Linked DNA regions of Hordeum vulgare: regions 2 and 3 are each linked to region 1. The links are chromatin contacts, called in public Hi-C maps. All regions are on one chromosome and are shown on one strand. Each heading gives the region's core, a stretch centred on a gene start, on an enhancer-like site or on the middle of the called end of the contact. The rest is flanking DNA. Distances are from core to core; before and after follow the strand shown. Region 1 holds the start of LOC123425954. Region 2 holds the start of LOC123425953 (protein LAZ1 homolog 1-like). Region 3 overlaps LOC123425953 (protein LAZ1 homolog 1-like).

Region 1 (3,166 bases), core at 263-2,762:
CTGACACCTACCGAGGGAGTGTCTAACCCACCAGACATGCCTATTCCATCCAGAATGCGTGGCAACGCAACGGTAACGCGGAGACAACGCGGCTCGCATGCAAGTTCACGCGCTCTAGAGTTGGGGCCGTCGACCACCATCCAAACCACGGCGTCAAGCCACCACACCATGTAATTATTATTAAATATATACTGATGTACCTATAAATAATTTTTGGGAAAAATAAAGAGCAAATTATAATGCAGCTGCAGTTCAAATTTGACCCGCTTCCTACTAAATCGGCGACAATTTGTCTTTTTCACTAGAGGTGGATAAAATCTTTTAACTTCCAACCATTCTGTCAATTGTACATTAAATATGACCTAGTATTTTAGAAAAATGATTTGGTACAATTTTGAAACAAATATATGGTAGGTCCTTGACAAAAAAACTCATTTCGGGCACTTGAAAAATGGAAAATGAATTTTTCATACAAGGAAAATGAAAACTTCCTTAATCAACATTGTTTGCCATTCGAATATGCACCCTTGTGCATAATATTAGATCGTTTCAACAAACTATGCCATGAATGTGACCATAAGATTGATCATTTGGCTTGAAAGCCATGAATCTTCACACACGATAGCCCATTTCTGAAAACACTTTTTTAAAATAATCACTGTATTACAAGTTATTATTTTTCCTGGTAACTTGGTCACATATTATGACACAACGCGAAGGTTTTGCATTTTTTTGATTTTTTTTAATTTGTTATGCCCATTTCAAAATGCGGTCGAAACGTCGGGCATGACCGTTCATAGCTAGGGGTTGAATTTTGCCAAATTTTTGTTGGATCTTTGATTAAACACATACTTCTTTACCTAAAAATGATTTCAGAAAAAAATCATGAGAAAATTATGAGGCACCTCTAGTTCAAATTTGACCCGCTTCCTACTAAATCGACGGCAATTTGTCTTTTTCAGTAGAGGTGGCTAAAATCTGTTAACACCCAACCATATTGTCAATTGTAAATTAAATATGACATAGTATTTTTTTTAAATGATGGAGTCCAATTTTGCAACAAATATTTCATAGGTTCTTCACAAAAAAATCAATTTTTGCCACTCGGAAAATGATTAAAAATAGCTAGAAAGATCAGAAATGCATACAAATTGGTCCTCATCCGTAAAATGTGGTCTAACTTTAGTGAAAATTTGTGTGGTGCCTTTTGAAAAACATTTTTGATAGATACTTCACAAATTTTCCTCTATTTTTAGTACTTCAAAACTATTTTCAATCACTGATTTTCCAAACCAATCAGAACCATTCCCACGGATCAATGACATGGCGCCCATCCATCCATCCATCTCTCCATCACACATCCATCCAATCATCCATCTATGTACAGAAAAAAAGCTGGAAACGAGATACCCCACCGGCAGCCTAAACTGGCAAACACTAGTTCACAGCCTCGGATCCCCCCATCCCACCCTTCCTCTCCCCGCCGCTCCCCCCATCGCACCGCTACCCTCCCTCCCGTTCCTCTCCAGGCCGCATCCCATCCCGGGCGGGGTGTCATCTGCGTCAACCCACCTGATAGCCAAAGAACCAAGAGAGACGAGGGATGAGGGGTGGCGGGCGGGCGCGGCAGAACGCGATCCGATCGGGCATCATGGTGCTGGGCGCCGCCGCCTTCGCCTACCTCTCCTACCGCGTCGGGTTCAAGCCCTACCTCGACCGCGCCCAGGAGGCCATGGACTCCCACCACGCCGCCGCTGCCGATGCTTCCGCCTACGCCTCCTGGGAGGACCAGCCCGACCTCCCCGGGGACGGCGACGGCGGCCTCAGGCCGTCCAGGGACCCGGCCGCCATGCTTCGCGACTGACACCGCCTACCTTCTCGGGCCTCGTCAGATCCTCGGGCTTGTTGTGGCATTTCGCTGAACACTCTGTGAGCGGATAATAAAATGCACCGGAACTGTTTTCGGCAACGCAATCCTCCCCCACCCCGTGCTGTCTTCGCTGGTATGGTATGGTTTCAAAGTATTTTTTATCATCGTACACTCAGCTCACTCAAAACCCACCTGCGTTGCAAATGCCTCCTCTGCTCATGCATGTAGCCTGATTTGAATGAACATGTTGAAAACATGATTGATGGTTCTAGTTGACCAGATTAAATAAATGGATGTGCAAATTATAGGACCTCGAAGCAGAATATCTTCTACAGTATGTAGGTTCCAGCAACATTGTTGCAGATTTGCGTGATCCTAACGGGAAAAATCTCGTTTTCTTGTTGCCTCGTGTTCTTGTTCCGATTCCAACTTATTGACGGTAGCGATGAATCCCCTGTCGTTGCGGTTTGTGTGGTGTAGAGATTTCTTTCTTTGGGAACTTGAAGAGAATAGGTCTAAATGAATAAGTTATAAGCATCACTCTCCCTGGCGTCAGTGCCTAGATTTGTTTTGTTATAGTACTTATGCAGTGTCTACTATTGGGAATTGGAACACAAGCAAAACATTAGTTTGAGAGTTGCTGCACACAGAGTAAACATTATGCCAAATGCGAACTGCTCTACTGATTTCATTTCCCGTAATTTTGTCCTTATCCAGGCGACCCGACTCGGTGTGGCGCAGACCTGCTCGGCGACGCTCGCCGGCAACCACCTGATGCGGGACGCCGCCGCGCTCCCGGAGACCGTAAGTGCCAAGTTTTACTTACTACTCTCACCACAGACTATGAACTGTTGGTAGCGTAGCTGAGTTGGAATGGTCCCTGTATCTGTATGGTAACGTTAGTAATGGTTGCTGAGGACGAGCAGGGTCACATGGTCAGTTTCAGATGTCAATATATCCTCCATTCGAAAACCAGGATAAGTAATTTATTTTCGTTTCTAACCAGCTAGCTGTCGAGCCTCAATGGCTGCAGGATTTTGCTCGTTGCTGTATTTGCTCAGCAGGATCAACGTGCGCTAATTATTGTCCTAAGGACTTTTATGTCCCCTGATAAGGAAGACCGTGTTAGATGTTTCCTCCACGGTCCAGGCACATGTTGTAGTTAAAAGTTACTTCCATCGTATGTACACTAGCCAATGAAAGAGTAGGAAATGTTAATTACCCAAGTAGCATGGAGGTAAGGATTGCCGCACAACATTTCTAGCTATTTATAACTAGTATGGTTGTGCGAAGACG
Region 2 (3,166 bases), core at 440-2,939, 960 kb before region 1:
AAAAAAGAAAAACTCTTAGATTATGAAAAAAGGACACACATGTAGTGCGTCACTTGTCGCGATCTGGGAGATGGAAGTGATCTTTAAAAGTAGTATTTCTTAATTAGTAATTTTGGACAAAGACCCTATCAAACAAATAAAAGAAAGGAAAAAAAAGTAAAGTCTAAGTGACATATGGATCAATAAGGAAATCCAATTTCGGTAATCCGAATCCCATATAGGTATTTTCTTCACGACGATGGACGGCAGGTCGGCAAGCCTGTCGGGCCCTCTACATGATGGAGATCGAACATTAAATTCGGCCCTGCCCATGCGGCTCTGATTGGACGTAGACCGGCCGAGACCTTCTAAGAGCAATTCTAGTAGAACGCTCAAACCCTTAAAACAAAAACCAGTTTTAAGGGTTGAGAATTGCACATTTTTGACACTTTTAAGGGTTGAAAAACAGGGGTAAAGACTAGAACCCTCAAACCCAACCCTTATAGAATATTCCGTTATAAGGGTTGGGTTTGAGAGTTCCAGTCTTTGTCCCAACCCCAAACCTTAAAACTGTCATTCATATATCACACATTTCATCACATTTCATCATATGACATATCACAAATTCAATCACATTTAACATAAAACAATAATCATTCTAGTTATTATTACAACACCGAATAAAACAATAATCATTCAAATCATTACAACAATGTTTGAGCAAATAACAACATAAAACAATGTTTCAGCAAATTACAACAATTGTTCGAATCAAATAGGACATAGAAAAGTAAAACAAAGATACATCATGGGCCAGTACGCCGCCCATCCAACTGCCAGTGGTGCTCTACTAGATCATCCCGGAGACGACCATGAATGGTTGCATCCTTAATCTCACGATGTGCTTGAAGAAAGGCGTGTATGCGAGAAGGGTTTCTTTCCGGTTGCACACGGGTACCAACATTATCATAGAAGCAAGGGAGGTTTAACCCTCTCTCATCCTCTAGGATCATGTTGTGTAGAATCACACAACATTTCATGATGTTCACCAAGGTTTTTTTGTCCCAAAAACGAGTACATCTACAATGTGAGCGGCAACAATTGTGAGTAATGTCCAATGAAACAAAAATGTAAAAATGAAGCAAAATAGCAAAAATGTGTACCTCAAACTTCGGTGCTACAAAGGGCCGGCCGGGGAGGCGGCGCTGGGAGGGGCGGCCTGGACGGGGCGACGCTGCGGAGGGTCGGCCGGCGGCAGCGGAGGGGAGGCTGGGGCTGCGGAGGGGCTGCGGGGACGGGGCGGCGCTGCGGGGCTGCGGAGGTTCGGCGGGGACGAGGCGGCGGCGGGGCGGCAGGGGCGGCGTGGTGCTGCGGCAGTGGCGGCGCTGCGGAGGGGCTGCGGCGGGGCGGGAAAGCGGCGGCGGATGGGCGGCCGGGGCGGTCGGAGCGGAGCGGCGGCGGATCGAGGGAGGGAGCTGAAACTTCCCTCTCGCGCTGGAGAGGAAGTGGAGTGCAGGTCGGGGACAGTTTCTCCCCCCAACCCTCACTTCCACAGGCTGCGATGACGTTTGCGGATTGGACCTTTAATTTTTTTACGGGTTTAAGAATTTAAGGGTTCTAGTATACGTCGTTTTGTCGACGAAAATTTAAAAAAAGCGGTTATTTTTTAGAATTTGAGGGTTAGAGGGTTCTACGCTATGACCCCTCGCAGAAAAAACCTGCTCCCACGCGGGTCGCGAGGAGAACAAACAAGTCTCTGCACGGCTGCACCGGAGCAGGAACCGAGAGAGAGAGAGAAGCTCTGCCCCTGAGCTCCTCCGCCGGCATGGAGATCCTTCAACAAGGTGAGAGTTCTCTCTCCTCTCCCCGCAGACAGCAAACCGGCGGTTTCATTCTGTCGGTGGATCCCTTGGTTCCGGGGTTTCTTTGTTTTGATCCGCTTAGCGCGTCCATCCTTGCCTGCTTGCGATTCTCGATGCCATCGCCGTCTCCCGATTTCAGCGCCGCCCCGTCGCCGGCTTCCGATTTTGCTGCCGCCTCGTGCACCAACAGCACGGTCGCCGTGGCCAAGGTGCACGGATTTAGCCGCGCCGGCCGCTCAGGCTCGAGGAGTCTGTGTTCGTGCCGCTGGCATCTCATGCGGTGGCGTGCTCTTGCCCTAACTCTGCTTTTGCTCCGTTTTGCTGTGTGCGGCGAGGGCGATGGCATGAGCGAATTTGCAATTTGGTAGTGTTTCGGTCAAGTTCTTGGTAGTGTTATTATCTCGGGTCAGTACCTGCCTACCTGCAAATGCAATTTACTGTCCATCGTGTCATCGTTTTAAGAAAATGCACATGTTATGGAAGTTTGTTTGGGGTGACAAGTAATTTACCCTGTATACAGTTTACAGTGTCTGATAGACTTTGGATCGAGTAGGCTTAGAGATTAACGGTGGGTTTACCTTCACCTTGGTTCGAGGAGCCCGATGGGGTCGCCATGGTGGATGGCGATGGTGGTGATGACAGAGAGTGGGCGAGGTGGTGGTGGCGCTTCCCGTTAGAACTGCGCGAAACCAAGATCGGTAGGGTGTGCGGCTCGGGATGCCACTATTGGTGAACGTAGTAATTTCAAAAAAATTCCTACGCTTCAGAAGGATCTATCTAGGAGAAACCAACAACGAGCAAAGGGGTAGAGCATTTTCATACCTTTGAAGATCGCTAAGCTGAAGCGTTACTAGAACGCGGTTGATGGAGTCGTACTCGCAGCGATTCAGATCGCGGTGGATTCCGATCGAAGCGTCGAACAACGACACTTCTGCGTTCAACACACGTGCAGCCCGGTGATGTCTCCTACGCCTTGATCCAGCAAGGAGAGAGGAGAGGTTGAGGGAGAGCTCCGACAACACAATGACGTGGTGACGGTGGAGCTGTGTGGTACTCCGGCAGGGCTTCGACAAGCGCTACGGAGGATGAGGAAGAGGAGAGATAGGGCTGCGCCGAGGGAGAGGTGGAATTGTATGTCCAACAGCCCCAAACCATTGGGTTTATATAGGAGGAGAGGGAGGAGGGTGCGCCCTAGGTGGTGCGGCAGCCCTAGATGGGAGGGGCGGCGGCCAAGTGGAGGAGGGGCGGCGCCCTAGGGTGGGCTTGGCGCCCAAGGCAGCCCCCACGCCTAGGGTTTGCCCCCCTTGGCCCTCTCTTGCACCTTG
Region 3 (3,166 bases), core at 211-2,710, 940 kb before region 1:
ATGTTGTTTGTGATGATTTTGCATGAAGCTTCTTCTCGCACCTACTCTCTGGATTTGTTCTGCATGATATTTGATCACCTTATTTTGCTATTATAGCTGATGATTATCAATCTAGGAGTTTCATCAGCAATTTAATTTCCCATGCCTTGCCATAAATATTTATGAGCACAAAACAGTTCGCTGCTTAACCTTTTAACGTACAACTTGGTTGCAGTAGAGATTTCCAGTGGACTTGTCTTGCGGGTGAACCGTGTTGTCTATGGATGCTTCCGGCGACATTCTAACATGCAATTGTTCACTGTGGGAAATTAAATAGCTAAATACAACACTTCCAAATTGTAACACAGTGGAGTACTTTTTGTCACATGAAATATGGTCAAACTCCTGAATCTTGAACGGTATTGTGTTTTTGCAGGGCTGTGCCTTGGATGTTTTGGCTGCTGTAGGGTTTATTCAATCTCACCATTTCTGGCTGGACGTGGAGCACATCCAGGAGGCAATCCAGAATGTCTTGATTATCCTGGAAATGGTCATCTTCTCAGTTCTCCAGCAATACGCATATCACGTTGCTCCGTACAGTGGCGCTGACAAGGCAAAATTCGAGAAGAAGAATGAATGATCCGCCAAGCAACATAAGCAGCTTGTTCTTGTATGGTTTTGTGTGTTTGTGCTGGGAACACGGATTCAACATGCTATAGGACATGCATTTCCTTTTGGGCATGTGTAGAGTGAGTCGTTATACGTTGAACAATAGAATACCGAGATGTCCAGGATTCAGGAACATGCAGGAATGGCACTGTTATTTGCGCTGTGAAACTATGTAATGCACCAATAAGGAGAATTTTGGGGTTTTCCCGCTCCAAGATGGAGTCCTGAATAAATGTGGTTTCCTGCTGAAATCATGGTGTGTCTATGTTGTTGTTTGCTGAACATAACACAACACTACATAAGGTTTTTTTCTTTTTTCCATGGAAACTTATATGTGTACAGTACGAATCGTGTGATGGTCTGAAAATGTTGTGATTTGTAGGCTGTATTCCGGCCCAACTAACAGAAATCGGCCCATTTTAGAAATGTGTATTTGTTTTTTGTTTTGTACGTGACGTGTGGAAGTATATTGTTAAGAAAATCTGCACATAGGTGATATACATGTGTATGAATGCTCACTAACAGTTTCAATATTTTTCATGCTGTAGAAAATTGTATTTTGAAAACGAGCTCCCTGGTTCTTGAGCATTTTCGGATTTTCCAGAGAGTATAGTATGTTGCGGTGCGGTTTGGATGGGTCGCATAGTATTTGTGAGACTGCTAACCGCTAGGGAGATGCGAAGACAGAAAAAAGGAGAAAAGAGAGTGGAACATGGAAGTGATTGGTTCGGGTCCAGTCTGTCTACTGTATAGGTATAGGTGGTACCTGAAAGGGCAGCGGACCGCACACAGTGGCAAAGTGGGCACGGCCACTGACTGGTGTGTGTGTAGTGTACGTGGGGTCATGTGCAACTCCTGTAGATTCCTAGTACGGCTCCTTGTCCCGTGACCTTTTCATCAGCGCTACTACAGCTTTTAACCATGGTCACAAGTCTCATCTCACTCCTCCTCTTGTCCTAGCCTACCCAGTCTCCTCTAGACTCCCCCTCTTGCCCCTCTTCCATTATTACTCTACCCTACCACTGTGGCTAGGAACCTAGCAGAGTAGTAGAAGTTGTGCTACTACTTCAAATCCAAAGGAACCGGAGGCTGAGAATTGCTGGAAATTACCACTACGTCGGCTGCCTGAAATTTCACCACAAACACAGTTTTCTTTTTGAAACGGGGCAGGATTTGAAGGTTTCATTTTTCTTGAAGAAGAAGAAGAAGAAGTAGAAGTAGTAGTGTAGCACAAAGGTCCAACGAAATGACTAAGCAGCATCATTATTTTGGCAAGAGAAAAAAAAACGCTGCACTGGCGCATGATGCCACGGCAGACACCACCATATGGCACGCCAAAAGGAAAGCGAACTGTGGCTAGGAACCTAGCAGAGTAGTAGAAGTTGTGCTACTACTTCAAATCCAAAGGAACCGGAGGCTGAGAATTGCTGGAAATTACCACTACGTCGGCTGCCTGAAATTTCACCACAAACACAGTTTTCTTTTTGAAACGGGGCAGGATTTGGAGGTTTCATTTTTCTTGAAGAAGAAGAAGAAGTAGAAGTAGTAGTGTAGCACAAAGGTCCAACGAAATGACTAAGCAGCATCATTATTTTGGCAAGAGAAAAAAAAAACGCTGCACTGGCGCATGATGCCACGGCAGACACCACCATATGGCACGCCAAAAGGAAAGCGATGCACTCCCTCAAAAAAAAAAAAGGAAAGCGATACTCGCTGAGTATCGTAACTGGAAACCTTGTCTGCACGCGGTGGCAGGCCATCGATCGATCCAGGGCCCCCAGATCGCACAGTGACACCAAGATGCAGAGAGAGAGAGAGAGAGAGGCGATCATGCTCATGAATGGGGCGAGGGGGAGGGAGAAAAAATCTCGACAGGCGGACTCACACTGCGAAGCTTTCCCTTGTGGCAGCAGAGCAACTTTATTCAGTCGGTGAGCAAGCGACTGACAAAGCGGCCTCGGATCACGTGCAACCGCAGGCCTAGGCCTAGGCCTAGCTAGACACCTCAGCCCAGCCCCCTCCCTCGGCCTGGTTGGTCGCTGGTCTCTCTCCTTTCTCTCTCGTGCCCACAGCCAATAGACTCCGACTCGCTGGCTGGTACTACGCGACTACTAGCCTGCCCGTACGCACAGTGGCACGCTGCACGCAAAAAACAAAAAAACGTGACCTATACGGCGCGCTGGCCTTCGTGCGGGTTCTGTCAGCCAGAGGTCGAGGCGAGGACAAATTCATTGTTTTGAACTTTTCTTTAAGTTAAGACGCAAATCTGATTTCAACATAAAAAAATATTTGGATCTTATTCTTTCCCTACCGCCACACGCTCTCACGGTAGGCTTGTGCATGCTATCGTTATTGTCTTTAGCGGTAGGGTCCCGGTCAACGTTAACGTGGATACTAGTCTACCACCACAGGAAGTGGTATGTTATAGCCTACCGCCCTTCGATCAGTTGACGGACCTATGGGGCTGCGGACGGGCCCAATCCATCCATCGGCCCGTTCTTCCGCCTTCGTCTACGCG

Evidence for each region. A called contact is a pair of places that touch in the nucleus more often than the background predicts.
Region 2: a contact with region 1 is called in a Hi-C map of an unstated tissue, with 10 times the contacts expected there. The contact joins the promoter of LOC123425953 here to the promoter of LOC123425954 in region 1. A contact is called at or near these places in 2 of 6 Hi-C or Micro-C datasets (leaf and an unstated tissue) and 1 of 1 datasets of contacts at active chromatin or transcription factors (embryo).
Region 3: a Hi-C map of leaf shows a contact between it and region 1, with 5 times the contacts expected there. The contact joins the enhancer-like site here to the promoter of LOC123425954 in region 1. A contact is called at or near these places in 2 of 6 Hi-C or Micro-C datasets (leaf and seedling) and 1 of 1 datasets of contacts at active chromatin or transcription factors (embryo).

The regions. Positions count from the first base shown.
Region 1 is chr2H:231,212,073-231,215,238 of MorexV3_pseudomolecules_assembly, forward strand. LOC123425954 reads left to right here and starts at 1,513. Exons shown (of 4, transcript XM_045109731.1): 1 at 1,513-2,008; 2 at 2,588-2,674. The coding sequence starts at 1,946.
Region 2 is chr2H:230,252,913-230,256,078 of MorexV3_pseudomolecules_assembly, forward strand. It overlaps LOC123425953 (protein LAZ1 homolog 1-like), which reads left to right and starts at 1,690. Exons shown (of 5, transcript XM_045109730.1): 1 at 1,690-1,823. The coding sequence starts at 1,805.
Region 3 is chr2H:230,269,346-230,272,511 of MorexV3_pseudomolecules_assembly, forward strand. It overlaps LOC123425953 (protein LAZ1 homolog 1-like), which reads left to right. Exons shown (of 5, transcript XM_045109730.1): 5 at 416-899. The coding sequence ends at 619. Among protein-coding and RNA genes, the nearest start is that of LOC123425953, 16 kb to the left of the region's middle. Within about 2 kb of position 1,461, at least 3 of the 3 cell types and tissues checked have open chromatin away from gene starts, as enhancers often do. A contact at or near this core is called in leaf and seedling, where this site is marked.